Regions from separate parts of the Mus musculus genome. Here region 2 is linked to region 1. A link is a contact called in public promoter capture Hi-C data. All regions are on one chromosome and are shown on one strand. The core of a region is the stretch at or near the end of the contact, and the rest is flanking DNA. Distances in the headings are between cores, read along the strand shown.

What was found. Promoter capture Hi-C pulls out the DNA fragments that hold promoters and counts their contacts.
Region 2: a contact with region 1 is called in a promoter capture Hi-C map of hippocampal neurons, with 2.9 times the contacts expected there. The contact joins the enhancer-like site here to the promoter of Snca in region 1. A contact is called at or near these places in 2 of 39 promoter capture datasets (fetal liver and hippocampal neurons), 4 of 484 Hi-C or Micro-C datasets (cerebral cortex, cortical neurons, olfactory sensory neurons and 1 more) and 1 of 9 other capture datasets (adipose tissue).

The regions. Positions count from the first base shown.
Region 1 is chr6:60,827,063-60,830,596 of GRCm38.p6, reverse strand. It overlaps Snca (synuclein, alpha), which reads left to right and starts at 1,593. Exons shown (of 6, transcript NM_001042451.2): 1 at 1,593-1,873; 2 at 2,970-3,116. The coding sequence starts at 2,996.
Region 2 is chr6:60,868,831-60,872,364 of GRCm38.p6, reverse strand. No RefSeq gene overlaps it. Among named protein-coding and RNA genes, the nearest start is that of Snca, 42 kb to the right of the region's middle. Within about 2 kb of position 1,979, at least 13 of the 459 cell types and tissues checked have an H3K27ac peak or open chromatin away from gene starts, as enhancers often do. A contact at or near this core is called in cortical neurons, hippocampal neurons, olfactory sensory neurons and 1 more, where this site is marked.

The DNA.
Region 1 (3,534 bases), core at 344-2,843:
AGGGTGAGCATGTCTCCCAGGAAGAAATATCAGATATCAGATACTTAGTCAGACCTCCTTGCAGAAGAGACTGGAGCGGAGACAGAGACAGTAGCTGGAAGCACACTTTGACCTACTGCTTAGTCATACATACATCCTGACCTCTATCTAAACAAGATGAACTTGGGGCACTAAACCTCTGTTCCTCTTCTTAACGTGGCCACATTGAATTACTCCCATTTCTAGTATTTCACTATTTATATGTCACTTTACCTGGCTGGTTGAGGACAGGTGTCCTAACTTGGCAGGATGGGGATGCTAGAGCCCAGGATCTAACCCTATCTACTGCAGAGGTGCCACCTTTTCCTTTAATTTCAAGTAAACATGGTATGTGCCACTAGTGTGTAGGAAGGTTGATTTTTAAAGGGAATAAGAATTGAAGGCGTTGCTTAAACAGTTAATTTCTGTCACATTACTTGTACTCTGCATTTGTGGTTTTATCTGCCTCCTTCCTTTATAGCATGCCAAACAAGCTGCTTGTCCCTTGTTTCAAATGCTTTTTTAGACTTCAATTTATTTATTTATTTATTTATTTATTTATTTATTTTTCAGGATTCAGAAGTCAACTGACTTCAAGGATCAGAGAAAGCATTCCCTCCTACGACCCCCCCCCCCTTTTAATACAGTAAACGCTTGATTTAGCTTCCAGTGCCCAACACAAGTTCAGAATACAAGAAAGGAAAAGCAAGGCACTCTGCTGGGGGAGGAGCTTGGCACTCAAATCCACTCTGCTATAAAACAGTGGTATTCTGCTCATCTCAGAGAGAAGTGGGAACGTGTTAAGTAACACAGAAATTGTCTCAAAGCCTGTGCATCTATCTGCGCGTGTGCTTGGATTGGAAGAAGAGTCTGTTCGCTGGAGCTCCACGCAGCCAGAAGTCGGAAAGGTAAGAGGTGTGCAAAATCTGCCATTAAGTAGGGACTAAGGAAGAAACTGCCTGTGATGGTCCCAGAGGGTGAATCCCACAGCCGCTACCTTCCTATCCTGTAACTCTATAGTAAGCCACTTTCTCAAGTGCAAAAAAGCCTTGAGGCAGCTGGTTTTCGACGGTTGGGGGATATTTATTCCTTGCTCCACAGATGGGGAAAAAAAAATCAGCGTCTGGCAGCCGCTGATTGGTGGAAAAGAAAATGGTGATAGTGGAGTGGGAATGAGGATTTGCTGAGCCTCCCCCTGCTTCTTCGACCTGTAACTCTTCCTTAGTCGGCTCCCCTTTGCACCCAGAACCCTTTTAGACTCCTCCGGGGTAAAAACAAATGGAAATCTTAAGCTGTGTGAACAAAAGCAACCCCAAGGGTGTGTGCTCCCTCTCCATTGCCTGGCTCCGCACACAGACCATTTCAGGCGGTCCAGCTCTCTGGTGTGGCATCTGGGCTCGTCCTGGAGGAGGGGGTCGCCTAGAGGAACTGGGAACAGACTGAGGCAGGGAAGGAGGGGGGTGGGGCAGGAGAGGCGCCAGCTCAAGTTCAGCCACGATAAAACTGAGGGCCCTCTGAACTCGAGGGGAGGCTCAGGCCGTCCTCTCTTCCTTCCATCCGGGGGAATGTGCTCCAGATACCCACAGCCCTCACGCACCGCACCTCCAACCAACCCGTCCCCTCCCTAGGAAGAGGAGCGAAGGCACGAGGCAGGCGAGGGGCGGGGAGAGGCGCTGACAAATCAGCTGCGGGGGCGACGTGAAGGAGCCAGGGAGCCAGAGCGCCCGGCAGCAGGCAGCAGACGGCAGGAGACCAGCAGGTGTTCCCCCTGCCCCTGCCTGCCCTTGCCTCTTTCATTGAAATTAGATTGGGGAAAACAGGAAGAATCGGAGTTCTTCAGAAGCCTAGGGAGCCGGTAAGTACCTGTAGATGGGGCAGCTCTGGGGATCTTAGCTAGCCGGAGCAAAGAGCCGGGACGCCTAGAGAAGACCAACTACAGCTGCTTTGGCGGTGGGGACTGGGCCAGTGCGTGGAAAGTACATCACTCGGCTTTCCTTTCGCTGGAGACATGCCCTTCCATCCTGTCAAAGCCCGAGGGAAAGGCCAGGTTGCCTGTGGCATCTGCTTTTTCAAGCGGAAACGCTAGGGTGTTTCATGTTGAGTGCTGGATGGTGGAAGCTTAGTGCTGGGCATTGGGTGGAATTTGAGCATCCAACTTTCATGCTCCAACCCCAGGCATTTCAGCTTCTTTCTGTAGAGGAAGAAGGGTGCCTTTGGCCCATGATTAATAGAAGTGCAGAGGACAGTAGGCAACAGGTGATAAAGGGTTAATGAGCATGGGGTGCAGGGTCTTCTAGAGGATTCCAGCTGAGGACAGAGCTTCTTGGTTGGGTGGTGCTCAAGTGAGACTGCTCAAGTGTATGGACAGCGCCTGCTCTGGGCAGATAGCAGGCAAAGAGCTAGTGGTGGGCAGAAGGTCTTGCAAGATTAGAAAGGCTGGGCTTCAAGCAGTTCCCTACTTCTAGATTAAACAGTTCCCCTCCCTTCCTTCTCCAAAGACTGACTCCTCTCTGGGTCTTTTATCCTCTTGCCCCCACTCCATCTCTGTACGCCCACCTCCCATGTTCCTTTTCTAGATAGTCTTTTTACTTTGAATGTAACCTTTGGGCCCTGGGAACTTGATGGGGTAGAGGATGCCCACCTCCCCTTCTGCAACTCTTCTTCTGAAATATGTATGTAAGAGCAGTCGAATGATCAAACTAGATCCATCCCATCCTTAAGTGACATGACTTTTTCCTAGTATTGAGTGACATAACTCAACAATCAATCAACACTGTGCCCAGCACCCCCACATCCCCCCACCCAAGAAATCACACTTACACCAGGACTTGGGGGAAGGCATACTGATTTTTCCCCCTCAATTTCCTTTCTTTCTCTAGCTGTTTTAAACCTTATTATTATTATTTTTTTACCCAAATTTTCTAATTCAAAATGTATTCTGTATTCTCTAGTGTGGAGCAAAAATACATCTTTAGCCATGGATGTGTTCATGAAAGGACTTTCAAAGGCCAAGGAGGGAGTTGTGGCTGCTGCTGAGAAAACCAAGCAGGGTGTGGCAGAGGCAGCTGGAAAGACAAAAGAGGGAGTCCTCTATGTAGGTAGGTAGTGACACTGTGACTAATGAATTGGGGTGGCTGGTGTGTGGTGTCTGATTCGTGTGCATCACAGCTTCTCAGAAGAGTGACAGCTGTGTGGAGGTGAGAGAATATGAACCTGCATATTAGCTCTCAGAAACAAACAGGGACAATGTTTTCTGTCCTTAGATTCATTAATCTTGTTATTTATGTAGGTTTTTTATTTGGTTTTCTGTTTCTGTGTATGAATACACTGAATTTTAAAAATTGGCAACCCATGAAAAATAACCAAGAATATGCTTATGAATCAAAGACATGTATGGCAGTAAGCCTGGTGGCATTTGGGAAGTGGAGGCCCAAGGACCAGGAGTTGATGGTCATCTTCAGCTACACAGAGAATTTGATGCCAGCCTGAACTATGTGAGAACACACACACACACAC
Region 2 (3,534 bases), core at 730-3,229, 41 kb before region 1:
AGAAACACTAAGTGTTCAGGTGGACTAGCATTCTTCTTGGGGTCTGGTAGGCTTGACCTGAAGCATGCAGTAGTTGTAAGCCTCCTGTTGACTAGGTAGCCCAGCCAAACCTTGTAACCCTTTGTGTTAACAGGGGACAGGGGAAAGCATAGCAACTGCAACCATAGCTTACATTTCAACTTTTCATTCTGACTAATTTAAAGTACGAACATCAAGAGTATACAATAACTTAAATAAAATAGAAACAATCTGTCTTGTCTAAAAGTTCTCAGATAATCAAGTATTGGATGGAGATTCTATTCCATAGAGTGTTCAAGGATAAAATTACATCTAATCACTACTCTAGTGTCTTTAACAGATGTCCCATGTTGTTCAAATCTAAAATGTCAGTAATAATTCTCCTTAGTGCATCTGTGTTTCAGGAAATGGAAGGAAGAAATAGAGAAAGACGAAAAGGATGCAAAAAGTAGCCTTTTCAGGGGGGTTCTAAAATCTGCTGCTAACATTTTACTAACACAACATCTCCTGTCACACAAACCAACAAAAGATCCCCCAAAACGTGCCTTTCTCAGCTTTGTGCGGCCATTACATCTTAGAGCATCAAGTACCAAAGAATGGATGGAAATTTGTGCCTGCATCCAGTGGGGAAGATGTTCATACTTTTCCTGTGATTCTCTCTTCCTCTTTCCCTTTCTCCTTTTTTTCTTCTCTCCCTCCCACAACCACCGTTCCTTCCTCATCTCTCATTTTTTAGTGTGACAACCATATAAAAATGAATGATTGAACTAAAAATCAAATAAAATGCATTCTGTTCTGTTGTTATGGTAACTGGAGTGCTTGAAAGGTATACATTATTTTCACAACATAAATCATACATTTCAAATTATTTATTATAAAACTGGCTGCAGGGTTTGCATAGCAGCTGGGGTACAAAAGCTCGTTGCTTCCCAGTTGGCACAAACATAGTGTTGACTAATTTGACAGATTTTTTTTTTAGTAGATTTGTACTTTGACTTAATTACAATTTCATTTTGTTTCACAATGATTAGAAACAGTAAAATTCAAGTCCTAATGGTAGATATTTAAGTTTTATTGAGGAAACTACTTGCAGTTTTTCTTTATAATTTACTAACAGAATAACTCCACCATTTCCACCAGATAAAAACCATCTCAAGGGGAAAACATGACAAAGTACAGTGTCACTGGGTTTTAAAGTGACCTACAGGCTAAGATTATATTCTATTTCATGGTCCACATAATGCCAGAATGTTTGGAAAACATTTACCTGGATACACAGCTCTGAGAAGCAAGCAAGTTTCAAACTTTTGCCATCAATTGAAACTATCACTTTTAAAAACAGAATTTAAAATGCAGAGATTTTATTTTTGGTGATTAAACAAGTTACAAAGATTAGGGAAAACATGGTTAATGGCTATAAAGAACTGTTTAGGCTTTAAAATTGTTGAGTAAATCTTAAATGAAAAATAGTTAAATTCATATATATTCTGTCTTGAAGTAATTTAGACCTGTTTATCCTGTTTTGATAATGTTATGATGAATATATTAGTAACACCTCACAGAGGGAGACAGAGGTTGACGGTAAAGTGAATATGACTTTCATGTCACCTACTCACTTTGTTAGATGTTCCCCCATCTGTTCCCACATCACAAAGGAAACATGGCTCTACTCACTGGAAAAGTGGGGAGGAACAGGGATGCTAAAGCTTGAGCAAGCCTTGGAGAATCCCAGGCTTAGCATCTCCAGTTGTGAAAGCTTAGGTGCTTTCCTAAATAGTGTTATGCACACTTGAAGGGCAAGAGAGCAGAAAGAATTTCTCAGAACTTCATTAAGTCTCTATAGGAAAACTGCTCTTCTAAAAAGCCCTTGTTCTTTCTACCTTCTTCACCACAATTAAAGCTGCCGCTGTTTTTCAAATGCCTAAGAGGAAAGCTTGGCTGAGAAAAGTGTTTTGTTGCTAAGACACAGATTGGTTGTCTCCAGGCTCCCTTCTGTCTCAGGCACCCATCAGGCCTCCTGTGCTGTAGGGCATCTGCTGACTTTTTCCCTCAGTAGCATACACACACACACACACACACACACACACACACAGTGGCTTCCATGAAGCTTAGCCTCCTTACAGAGCTTCCTGATTCTCTCAGCTCCCAACACACATCTGCATTCTCAGGAACACCAGCCTTCCAGTGCCCAACTCTGAACCCCCTCTATGGTTCTGCTTAGATCAGCATGTTAAGAAACATCTAAGCTGGCAGCTAAGTACTTTTATTCACAAAGATTTAAAACAAATGTTAAAAACATAAAAAGAACTGTTTTCCTGTACTTGGGCTAAGTAGTGGAGGAAGGTGATAAACTGTATATTCTTTCAAAACCTTCAAATCAGTTGATTTTAGTGGTACACCTCTGAGAACTCTGCATATCTGTCCACCAAATCTCCTTCATGCTTCGAAAATGTGGAGTCCTGTTTTCATTCCAACTATTTTTTTTTTAGGGTTCAAATGAAAAATATATATCGTACTGTTTTCCTTAAGTCTAACAGTAGCAAAGGTTGCCCTGTTTTCTATTCATAGAATATTCACATGATGAATGGACATCTATTAATTTTCAGTACTCAAAACACATGTAAAATGCAAAGTTTATTACAAAAAATTAAAGTTGTAGAAATCACAGTGCATGCAGTGTTCAATAATAGTAATTTCTGCAAATTATTAGCTACAAAGAGAAACTTCCTGTTACATGGTGAGCACATTCTATTTTATTCTAAAACACTGTCCTTCACATCTAAAACTATGTCCACTCTAAAACCCTGTGCTTTCCACCCTCAACTAGCTTATAAACTCCTTAAAGGCAAAGCTTCCTGGGTGCATATTTGTAATACTTCCCAATATGGTCTGTACAGTCGTAGGATGATCTTGTTTTAGAATGTGTTATAATCTGTTTGCAATCCTAACTATAAGCACCTGCAACAAGTTAGGAGACAACTCCCTTTTAGGTCTGTTGCTTCCCTGTGTGTTTTCGAAGCAGGTAAACACGCGGCTGCTACTCCAGTAACATGCTCAAGATATTGGGGATAATATTCTACTCCACAGCAAACTGGAAGCTCAACTATAGCCATAGCTTGCAATAGGATGATAATTAGTGAACTGTCTTATAGATCTCAGGCGCTATAAAAGTCAAAGGACCAAAAAAAAAAATCTGCTGTGAGATTCTGTTGCCTAGAAAAAACAGGAAAGTTTCACCAATGACACCTCAACAACATGGCTGCCTGAACAATACATGAACAACAGTTCTTATTCCAATATAGATAGAGGTGATCTCATGAGATCCCCATGCCTGAAGAACTATAGGCTATGAATAACTTTGTAGAGAGGGTGAAATAGCCTTCTCCAAGGATAAGCCCCTTGATTGACTGTCTAATATGAAGTGATCAGCCCTAGAAACATATTCATGCAAGCAGCACTGATTGGACTCAGTAAGTTATATTTAAATGTTGATTTATTTGCTTATCTATATATGTA